3 separate regions of the Mus musculus genome follow, and regions 2 and 3 are each linked to region 1. Evidence: chromatin contacts called from public promoter capture Hi-C data. All regions are on one chromosome and are shown on one strand. Each heading gives the region's core, a stretch centred on a gene start, on an enhancer-like site or on the middle of the called end of the contact. The rest is flanking DNA. Distances are from core to core; before and after follow the strand shown.

Region 1 (3,509 bases), core at 848-3,347:
ATCCAAAACATGTGCAGGAAAAAAATGTGTGTCACCAACTGAGGAAAGGTACACGCTGCATCAGAGCAGTCCTTCTGTTAGTTTATGTCCAGAAAACACTCAAAGCCACCAGTCCAGTGAGGCTTTTCTAATTAGCACAGCCATTTTCAACCTGGGATCAGGTGACCCCACACAGAATCAGGAGCAGGGGCCAAAGAACACATGCGCACCAGTGCCCCACTCAGCTCTCTTTCCATTCACCCAAGGCCCCACCCAAGAAACAGATTGGGTCTTCCCACCTGTCTTAGTCAGGGTTTCTATTCCTGCACAAACATCATGAACAAGAAAACAAGTTGGGGAGGAAAAGGTTTATTCGGCTTACACTTCCATACTGCTGTTCATCACCAAAGGAAGTCAGGACTGGAACTCAAGCAGGTCAGGAAGCAGAAGCTGATGCAGAGGCCATGGAGGGATGTTAATTACTGGCTTGCTTCCCCTGGCTTGCTCAGCGTGCTCTCTTACTACCAGACTACCAAGACTACCAGCCCAGAGATGGTCCCACCCACAAGGGGCCTTTCCCCCTTGATCACTAATTGAGAAAATGCCTTACAGTTGGATCTCATGGAGGCATTTCCTCAACTGAAGCTCCTTTCTCTGTGATAACTCCAGCTGTGTCAAGTTGACACAAAACTAGCCAGTACACCACCTCAGCCCATTTAAGAAAACCTCTCAGGGCATGGCCACAGGGCAACCTCATTTAGACAATTTCTTTTCAGAGCTCCTTTGTGAATTTATTTTGTGTCAGGTTGATAATCAAAATTAACTATCCCCTTGGTGTCTGTGTTGTAGGGTTTTATAGGGGGGATACCTCTCTCCAAGGTACTGACCAACACACACATGCACACCATACATGCAAAAACTAGACCAGCCTCAGAAGGGTCATAAAAGTCCAGGTTCAGGAAGCTCTACAGATACTGGTCTCCAATGTACCTCAGCAGACATGAGCCACATGCTTACTCTAATGACAAGAGACCATGTCTCCCAGCAGATGTCCTGCCAATGGCCTGGCTCTGAGCCTTGTGTGTGTTGAGTGTCTAGCATGCGGGCTGACCTGGCTAAGCACAACTGAGGCTGTTACCAGTTAGCCTCGTCACTCTCAAGGGACATCTGCAGTGTTGTCAGTGTCCCATCAATGTCAATGACCTCCACATCACTGCATGTGGATATGGGGGTTGGCTGTGCACTAGGACAGTAGACTTGCAACCTGTTGCTCTAGCAATATTCCCTGAGTGAACTCTGCCTCTCAATACTGGTGGTGTCACTTAGAGCTAGACTGTTAGGTTGTTAGATTTATTACATGTGAGCTGTTCCCTACTTTTATTATGTGTGGACAATCATCTATGTATTCGAAACAGACACCTGCTTGCCTGCCTGCCTCTCTGACCTGTAAGTCACATACCAAGAGAGCGGTGTGGTACAGGAAGTTTTGCAAAACTCTCAGCTTCAAAACAAAAAGCACTGAACGAGTATGGTGAGCCCCTCCATCCCTTTCCCTCCAAGGTACTTTTACACACACACACTCCATACGCCTTTACACACATCCTATAACACACATACCAAGGTGATAGTTACTTTTGATTATCAGTCTGACACAAAATAGAATCCAGGAAGGAACTCTCAAAAGAAATTGTCTAGATGAAGTTGTCCTGTGGCCATGACCTGAGGGGTTTTCTTAAATGGGCTGAGGTGGGAAGACCCACTCTGTTTCCTGGCGGGGTCCTGGAGCTGAGTGGAGAAATGGTGCGCGTGTGTTCTTTGCTCTCTGTTTCCGGTTGAGGACAGAAGTAGCCAGCTTCCTTAAGCTTCTGAAAGGTCTGAGTCGCTGGGTCCAAGCAAACCCTCCTGATCCAGGAGCTGACTTCCTGCCACCAGAAAGGTTTTTACTTTCAAAACCACTTCTGAGAAACCAGCTTTCCTGGACAAACATCAACCGGGTCAAAACCCACAAAAATAGAGGCAGACCACTTACAGTCAGGTTCCTGATCCTCAGCCATTGCCCCTCTGGTCGGCTCGCTGCCAACGGAAGCTGCAGTTGCCAACGGAAGCTGCAGTTGCCAACGGAAGCTGCAGTTGCCATGGAAACAGTAAATATTCCTAGCCCCTCCCCCTCAGTGTAACTCTGGCGCCCGGCCACAGGGTGGCAGAATAACAGAATAGCCAGGAGTCTGCCACCTTCCCCAGCCAGGTCTGGGAGCCCTGGAGGGATGCTCACTGGTTTTACTTTGCAAAACAAAACTAGGCAAGATTCATTACAGAGCATGGGACAAAAGATAACTGGTGTCCCCAGTGAATGTGCCCCCGCTGCAGTCCTTGGTTCTAGACGCAAGAACCAGAGCACACGGGATGCTAAAGAGGAGGGCTGAGGTGTTTCTGGACACGCGATAGGGTCACCAACTCAGATCCTCGAGTTCAGACAGAAAGGGAAGAACTCTGGTTTGCACAAGGCATGTGCTAGTAAGAGCGGCACCTCCCCTACTTCTGGAAAATGTTAATCTCCCCCCCCCCCCCACCCTACGGCCGAAAAAAAAATTCTTCCAAATCATGGCTTATGTCAGCGTAATCATTCTATCCCTTAGGTGACAAAAATCAGAACGTCAAGGGTCAAATATGTGTCGATTCTTAAGAATATAGTAAAACCCATATTCCCTCCTATTGTTTAGTCGTCTATCAAAGTGATTGAAGGAGAAGTATATTCAATTATTATCACTGCAACGACCTGTCAAAACTAAGGTGGATTTTTGTGGAAGCAAATCCCTGGCTCACTGCCCATGTTGTCCCCACGTGGGGGAGGGGGTGGCTCCTGAAGGCAGAGGAATGGAAGGACCAGACACCTGCGTTCACCCAGGGAAGAGTTTTGAGCAGCAATGGCTAAGTGCTATGGAAAGCCAGGAAGAACAGAGTTGCACCTAGTCCCAGGTGACCTATAACCTTAACCTATGACTCGGGCAGTGAATTCTGACCCTTTCAGCCTGGTTTGATATGAAAGGGAACTAGCAACTTTTCCACAGTGCCAGGCTGGAACCCACTCTTCAGAGGCAAACGAATGCCCTACCACCGAGCCACACACCCTGACCCCTTCCCCGTGAGGCTCAGGGCAGAGATGGTGGTGTTGGAGGAGGTAGAGCACATGTACACACAGTCTACCTCTGTCTTGGGTTTCTATTGCTGTCATAAACACTATCACCAAAAGCAACTTGGGAAGGAGGGTGTTTATTTCAGTTTACTCTGACCTTGAAGGAAATTGGAACTCAAACTGGGCAGAAACCTGGAGGCAGGAGCTGATGATGCAGAAGGCCACAGAGGAGTACTGCTTACTGCCTTGCTTCCTGTGGCTTGCTCAGGCTCATTTATTCCACAGTCGGGACCACCGGCCTAGGGTGTGGCACCACCCATAGTGGACCCTTCCATATCAATCACTAATCAAGGAAAATGTCTCACAGACTTGCCTACAAGTGAGTTACTATGGCATT
Region 2 (3,603 bases), core at 1,104-3,603, 680 kb before region 1:
GCTTGGCCTTAGCCATGGGAGCACCAGGGGAAGGGATGTTGGGCTTTGTTTTTAGTTCTTTCTCCCTATGAACCAAAGTACTTTTTGCTGTTGTTGTTGTTGTAGTTGTTGTTGGTCATTAGGAGAGAATGTTAACTCACTGAATTCTATACTACAGCCTGTTCTTAGCCTAGGTTGGTCACTGATCCTTCCTTTGGTGATCATCAGTTGTAGTACTTTGTGTGTGTAGATTACTTTGTCTATTTATTCTCTTGGGGACTTCACAGGCTGTGATTTATGGATTGAGTTAGCTCCACATGATAGAAGGAAAGCTCTAGAAGAACACATCTTTGAAGACAATGTATCTGCATGGACAGCATCTGTAGATCCATTTAGTTCTGATAGATTGTTACCAACAGGAGTGTCACAAATTAAAATGTGATTTCATGGAACCAGAGTTTCTGAAGCACACAACAGGCATACAGGAGATATTGTCTCTGAAAATGCCTGACTGATTCTCCATAATTGAGGGCTGTGCTTGTAGCTTAGTTGTAGATGGGGGATGCCTGTCTAGCATGTACAAGGCCCTGAGTACTTTCTTCACCACCACAGAAAAAGAGGGAGGGGAAGAGAATGTCCCCGTACACAGCTGATATTGGTTAAATAGAGAGTATTATTTAACATATTAATTTCATGCTTTTCATAACAGTTTAGAGCTATTGAGAGATTCCAATTTCTAATGAATTGGCAGCAAAATGTACATTCAGGCAAAAATCTTCAGGGGTTATGAAACAGCACGTTATAATTTATAATTGGCAAACAAAAGTGACCTTCTTTGTGTTGCTTGGTTTCTCAGACATTCAGTGTCTTGTTAAGAAACATGTGGTGTTACTGGTGGCATTGAAGACATATTATACCATTGTGCATATAAAATATTTTGGAAAGTGTAAACATCTATTAACACCCAAATGCACTGATGATAATAATAAATGATCCCACTACAGGGATGATGCTGGAGAGATGCTTAGGATGAAGGGGAGATGCTCTTCACGCATCCTCCCTTCTCCCAGAGCTATGCCCTTGGTAGCTTATTAGCTATATTCTGCCCTCCCACCACCACCACCACATAACACAAACATCCCCAAGCCACTATCTTCCTGTTACTAATTAGTTGCATCTGGAATAAAGTATCTGTCAATGGAAAGCCGATTCATAGCTCTCTTAATTATGAGTTTTTTTTTAAATTAGACTGAAGTATGAAATTTGAGACCATGGTACGTTACTCATATTTTTGATGCATTAATGTGAAGCACTTAAACAGGAGACCACTTCTTTTTGTATTCTAAAAAAACAAGCAAACAAAACCCAAACAACAACAACAAACCCAGAGCATATAAGTAAAACAGCCAAACTGAATGATATCACTGTGTCCCAAGTGGCCCTCAGAATAATTATTGACTTCCTCAACAGCCTTCACAAAGTTTAGTTTCTCCCTTTTACCTTTGTGTTTGTACTGGGGTGTTACCTACATTCAAGAGAACACCCCTCTTCACAAACACACACACTAAACACAATCTATTGACATCTTCATCTTGGACTTCCAAGTGAGAAATAATATTTTTGATGTTTATGGTAATTTGCCTTTGCTACTGCATTGTCCCGGATGGGGACTTTCAGTTTGATTAATTTTTAAGCTCTCAAAATCATCTTCTTGGTCTGTATTGAAAGTTTTCTTTTGCAGTATGAATAGAGAGTTACCTTCAAAGGAATCTCTCTCTCTCCCTCTCTCTCCCTCTCTCTCTCTCTCTCTCTCTCTCTCTCTCTCTCTCTCTCTTCCTCCCTCACCCCTGCTCATCCCAAGTGTGTGTGTGTGTGTGTGTGTGTGTGTGTGTGTGTGCGCGCATGTGTATGTTCATATTCATGTGTAATCAAGACTCTAGTTTGAGCTAGAATATAACAAACAGGATTATTCACTGAGATTATTTTATTTTATTTTATTTTATTTTATTTTATTTTATTTTATTTTTTGCTTGCAGGAAATAAATAGCTCCCTTAAAAGCATCTTTATCTGCCCCTGAGGTCAGTGCAGAGCATATAAGGTGTATGCTTCAAGCTCAGAACAAACACGTATCACCCCACTCCTACTATTTAAAAAATAAATAAAAAAGAAAGAAAAAGAAATCCTCAAATCAGAGCATTCTCCACCGGATACTTTGATTAAATAACCAGCCACAACCAACCGAACAAGACCAACCAGCACCACCAGTGTCCGGAACCCAGGTAGGGAGGCTGATTTCTACCCGGACAACCAGCTTATGGCATCACAGCCCCCATTTCCCAACCGGAAGCAGCCCGCCCGTGCCGCCGACCTCCGGGTTCTTGGCAGTTGAGGGCCTTTCCATTCCGGTTGCCTTCTGTTCCTGTGCTGCTCCTGCTCCCTGCTCAGCCTTTGCAGACATGAACCCCAGCGACCCCAGCTACTCTTTGGCTTCACTCTATGTGGGGGACCTGCATCCCGACGTGACCGAGGCGATGCTCTATGAGAAGTTCAGCCCGGCAGGGCCCATCCTCTCCATCCGGGTGTACAGGGACAGGATCACCCGCCGCTCGCTGGGCTACGCGTCCGTCAACTTCCAGCAGCTGGAGGACGCCGAGCGGGCCTTGGACACCATGAATTTCGACGTGATAAAGGGCAAGCCGGTTCGCATCATGTGGTCTCAGCGGGACCCGTCGCTGCGCAAGAGCGGAGTAGGGAACATATTTGTGAAAAATCTGGACAGATCCATTGACAGTAAAACGCTGTATGATACGTTTTCTGCCTTTGGTAACATCCTTTCCTGTAAGGTGGTGTGTGATGAGAATGGCTCCAAGGGTTACGGCTTTGTACACTTCGAGACACAGGAAGAAGCTGAACGAGCAATTGAGAAAATGAACGGGATGTTCCTAAATGACCACAAAGTGTTCGTTGGTCGCTTTAAGTCTCGTAGAGACAGGCAGGCTGAACTTGGAGCCAGGGCCAAGGAGTTCACCAATGTTTACATCAAGAATTTGGGAGAAGATATGGATGATGAGAGACTCCAGGATCTATTTGGCAGATTTGGGCCTGCCTTAAGTGTTAAAGTCATGACTGATGAAAGTGGAAAATCCAAAGGATTCGGATTCGTAAGCTTTGAAAGGCATGAAGATGCACGAAAGGCAGTGGAAGAGATGAATGGAAAAGACCTCAATGGAAAACAAATTTATGTAGGTCGTGCTCAGAAAAAGGTGGAACGACAGACTGAACTGAAGCACAAATTCGGGCAGATGAAGCAAGATAAGCACAAAATTGAACGGGTACCACAAGATAGAAGCGTCAGATGCAAAGGTGTTAACCTCTATGTGAAAAACCTTGATGATGGTATCGATGATGAGCGTCTCCGGAAGGAGTTTTCCCCTTTTGGTACGATTACTAGTGCAAAGGTAACGATGGAGGGTGGGCGCAGCAAAGGGTTTGGTTTTGTATGTTTTTCCTCTCCAGAAGAAGCCACCAAAGCTGTTACAGAAATGAATGGTAAAATAGTGGCCACCAAACCACTCTACGTAGCTTTAGCTCAACGCAAAGAGGAGCGCCAGGCTCACCTCAGT
Region 3 (4,100 bases), core at 220-2,719, 700 kb after region 1:
AAGGAAAAGACATTAATCAAGATGGTGAAGACGGATGAGTAAGACAGTTGTAGAAACTCAAGGCACTAAGTATTTACTATTAACTACAATACTACTGTAGACTGGCTGGCCTTGAACTCAAGAGATCCTCCAGCTTGTCTCCCTTGTGCTGGGATTAAAGGCGAATGCCACCACTGGCAGGCTCGGTATTGACCACTGAGAAGAAAATTAAAAAGCAGCCCTCCACTTATCTAACTTTAAAATCACAAGAAAATAAAACTATGCTTGGAAATATTGTAATCGGTTTCTAAATTTTGTGAGATCCTTAAAATAGAATCAGGCACCAGGAAATTATAACTGAAAATGAATTCTGGAAAGTGCTTCTTCAACCTCTCAATGTCAAGCCCTCGGGACACACACCTTGCAAGTAAATGCCTCTTCTCAGACGCACTGCGTGGCTGCGACACATGATTGTCCGGTCCCCCTCCCCCAAGCACCGTCAAATGGAAAACAAACAAACAAAAAAACAAACAAAAAACCAAAAAAAAAAAAAAACCCCGCCCTCTGTGCTGCAAATTCTAGCTCCCATTACCCGGATCCCGGCACATTCCAGCACCGCTCCCGCCAAGTCCCGGGCCGGGAGACGAGGAGGGGGATGGTAGCACCCAGTGTCCCCACGTCAACCCACGCAAGGGCATCCTGACTGCCTGCCCAGGAGCGGTGTTCGTCCGGTCGGTCACGAGCCGGAGCGGCGTCCCTGCAGTCACACCGCGTCTTTCAGTCAAGGACTGGAGCTCTGTTCCCTGTCACCAGCCATTCCCTGGGTCGTCCTGCCCGGGAGCGCTGTCCGCTCGGTCACTTGTCGTCCTCTCAGTCACGGGTGGGAGCGCTGTCCCCTCGGGCATGGGTGGGAGAGGCGTCCCCTCCGGCACAGGTTGGGGCGGGGTCCCCAGTCACACCATGTCTTTCAGTTCGCGGGGCTGGAGCTGTTCCCTGTCACCTGCCATTCCCTAGGTCGCCTTAACCAAGAGCGCTGTACCCTCAGTAACCTGCGGTCCCTTAGGTCACGGGTGGGAGCTACGTCCCCTGAGTCCTGCTGTCCCTTCAGGCACGGGTGTGAGCGCTGTCCCTTCTGCCCTCCTAGTCACAGGTAGGAGCGCCATCCCCTCGGTCACTTGCTGTACCCTCGGGAGCGCCGTCCCCTCGGGCACCGGTAGGAGCGCGTTCCACCCGTGCGCCGCTCTCCTACCTTGGCACGGCGCCGCAGGGTTTTCCCGCAGCGGGCGGCTCCCCCACGGCCTACCATGACGCTCACCTCATGAGATAGTCCCGGAAGTCCTTGCTCCGGACATAGTCCGCCGCTTTGCGCACCAGCGCTCCAGCCATGGCCGTGCCGTTGGCGGTGAAGCCGCTACCTAGACAGATGACACCGCTGTGGACTCGGCTGAGGCCCTCGGCGCTCTCACCCCAGCGCCCGCCTCACGACACTCGGAGAAGCCTTACGACCGCTCGGCGCTCCACCAATGAGAACGCGCTAGACCGCAGAGCGCGTCCGGGATTGGCTGCCGCGGTCGACACACCCCCCGCCTGCCCTCGGGGCGGTGCGCGCCGCGGGGCTGCCGTCGTAAAAGGGCCCGGCGGCCCGGACGACTGGCGGTTGCTAGGGGCTGCGAGGGTGACACTCCTCTGCCCGGGGGTCCTGGGCAGGCTTCCGGGGTCTCAGCGGGGCGTGGTGGGCAGGTCGGGCTCCTGTCACCCCTCGCCTGTCCCTTTGCCCCGCGGGCGGCTGCACAGAGACGGTGAGATCCTGCAAACCGGCGGCGACCGGCTTGGGATGGAGTCACCGAGTGCAGAGGAGGGAGGCAGTTAAAAATAGCTAAGAGCCTCAGTCTCCAGAAGTGTGGCTGCCCACGTGTGGAAAGCACAGGTTACATAAGTGCCCGGAGCGTGCATACTGCAGCTTTAGCCTGTACACCCGCAGAGGCTCAGAGCCACACCCCAGACATGGCGGGGGGGGGGGGGGCAGAATGCAGAGAGAGTTGAGCCGGAGGTAATGAGAAGGGCCTGGCTACATTTCCTGTCACCACTACCACTCTTGAGGAGAGGAAAGGTGACAGAATCCCTTCCGCCGTAAACCGGATCGCGTGAAGAACACAACTGCCTTCAGGCTGCTCGCAGCCACACCCGAGTAGGCCACACCGCGCTAAGGGTCGCTAAGGCCCGTCCCCTGAGTTCGTGCCAGTGTCAGTCTTTGTTTACCAAAAGGAGGCTGAAGACGACCTTCCCCTTATAGGGAAGGGTCTGCAGGGCCCGGACTGCAGCGCTCTTGCCAGGTTTGCTCCGGAAGCCCTGGCTGTGTTCCATCTCCAGCACTGCCGTAAACCAGGCTGGGTGGTGGGAAGTTCAAGGTCACCACTGAGTCCTCGGGGTGGGGCTTGGGGCGAAAGTTATTAAACGAATGGTAATCTTCTGTGGTTTTCCCCTTCTATGCATAGTAAATATGTGCAGCTTTTCTCAGATTTAATTTTTGCCGGTTTATTCTAACAATCTTCCGAGAATAGAGGGGACTCTCTTCCTTACCAAAACCGAACCTGAAGCGGGCCTTGGTGGCAAATGAGTTTGATCCCAGCACCGAAGATGCAGAGGCAGAGGCAGAGGCAGGAGGATTTGAGTTCAAGGCCAGCCGTGTCTATATAGCTAGTTCTGTAGCCCTGGCTACTCAGAGAAACCCTGTCTCAAACAAAATTTAAAAAACGAAAAACAAAAAACAAGGCCAGGCAAAAAAAACAAAACAAAAAAAAAAAAAAACACACAAACAGCAACAACAACAAAAGCACAATTTGGGGATTATACCTCAAATCAAGGAAAGTTGAGTAATTTAGAATGCCACTGGGGAATATGAAGTCTGGAATGCACTGGCAGAAATGAATATAGGAAGTTAAACCAAACACTCAAGGGAATGCATAAGTATTAAGAATGGACATTCCCTTTGGCCAGCAATTCCTTTCTAGAGCTGTCCCTGGAAAGGCTAGTTTGTGGAGCTTATTTTAATATGGAAACAATCCTCAAGGCGTTCCAGCGTGTGTCATAGTGTGTAACTTAGCAGGTGAGAGAGAAAAGAGGACCCATTCAAGGCTGGCCTGCGCTACATGACATCCTGTCTTAAATAACTGCAAATTAGTAATAAACCAGGCCTGGTAGTGTACACTTTTATCCTAACAAGTGGGAGGCAGAGGTAGGCAGACCTCCTATGAGTTCTGAGACCAGTCTGGTTTAGATAGCGACTAGGCAAGAAAACAAGTTATTTATGTTCTAGTGCTAAGTAATTATAGTATTTATCTGCAGGAAAAAATGTGTGGACTATTGTATAAAGTATGTTACTCATTTGTGCTCAGCGATGTTTTTGTGTGCAAAGATATTGGGACAACACTGACAGTGGCTACCCCTAAGTGTAACGGAAGGGACATGAGATGGAGGAAAGTAATTTTTTTTTTTACTGTGTAGCCCTGGCTGGCCTGGAACTTGTGACATCTTCTGTTAAAAGGATGTTTTATTGTAATCTGGGCATGGTGGTGAACCCCTCTAATCCCAGAACTCAGGAAGCAGATCTCTGAGCTTGAGGCCAGCCTGGTCTACCTAGTGCATTCTAGGACAGCTAGAGCTTCATAGTGAGACTCTATCAGTCAATCGATCAATCAGTGTTTCATTATATGGATAGAATAATGCTTCTGAGTGGTCTCTAGATCTAGAAACATTTGAGAGACTAAGGTGCAAGGATGGAAGTCAGTTCACACTGGGTCAGACACAGCGGGGAAAGTCTAGGAAGCTTATGTCTGAGTCATGATACCCACTGCGACCAAAAGAAAGTTCTGCAGTAGCCTGTGCCTACATGTGTCAATACCCCGGTTAAAGCATGAGTGAAGGTACCAATTGTGGGTGGAAAGAGATGTTCCCAGAGCCATGTGGGCTATTGACCCTAGGAGGTCCTAGATATTTCAAAACTGAGAAAGGCTATTGCCACTGCTGCTGGGTGCTTGCCAAAGTTAGATACTAACGCCCAGTTGCTGAAGATGCCATGCACTTTGGTTGTAAGACTTGGAGACATAAAGCTGGAACTGAAC

The links. Promoter capture Hi-C pulls out the DNA fragments that hold promoters and counts their contacts. Capture Hi-C pulls out chosen DNA fragments and counts their contacts.
Region 2: a contact with region 1 is called in a promoter capture Hi-C map of embryonic stem cells, with 2.7 times the contacts expected there. The contact joins the promoter of Pabpc6 here to the promoter of 1700010I14Rik in region 1. A contact is called at or near these places in 3 of 39 promoter capture datasets (embryonic stem cells and hippocampal neurons).
Region 3: a promoter capture Hi-C map of adipose tissue shows a contact between it and region 1. The contact joins the promoter of Mpc1 here to the promoter of 1700010I14Rik in region 1. A contact is called at or near these places in 1 of 39 promoter capture datasets (cranial neural crest), 1 of 115 datasets of contacts at active chromatin or transcription factors (bone marrow-derived macrophages) and 1 of 9 other capture datasets (adipose tissue).

Annotation. Positions count from the first base shown.
Region 1 is chr17:8,986,921-8,990,429 of GRCm38.p6, reverse strand. 1700010I14Rik (RIKEN cDNA 1700010I14 gene) reads right to left here and starts at 2,097. Exons shown (of 10, transcript NM_025851.3): 1 at 2,009-2,097. The coding sequence starts at 2,033.
Region 2 is chr17:9,668,454-9,672,056 of GRCm38.p6, reverse strand. Pabpc6 (poly(A) binding protein, cytoplasmic 6) reads left to right here and starts at 2,353. Exons shown (of 1, transcript NM_001163836.1): 1 at 2,353-3,603. The coding sequence starts at 2,437.
Region 3 is chr17:8,281,156-8,285,255 of GRCm38.p6, reverse strand. It overlaps Mpc1 (mitochondrial pyruvate carrier 1), which reads right to left and starts at 1,469. Exons shown (of 5, transcript NM_018819.5): 1 at 1,295-1,469. The coding sequence starts at 1,365.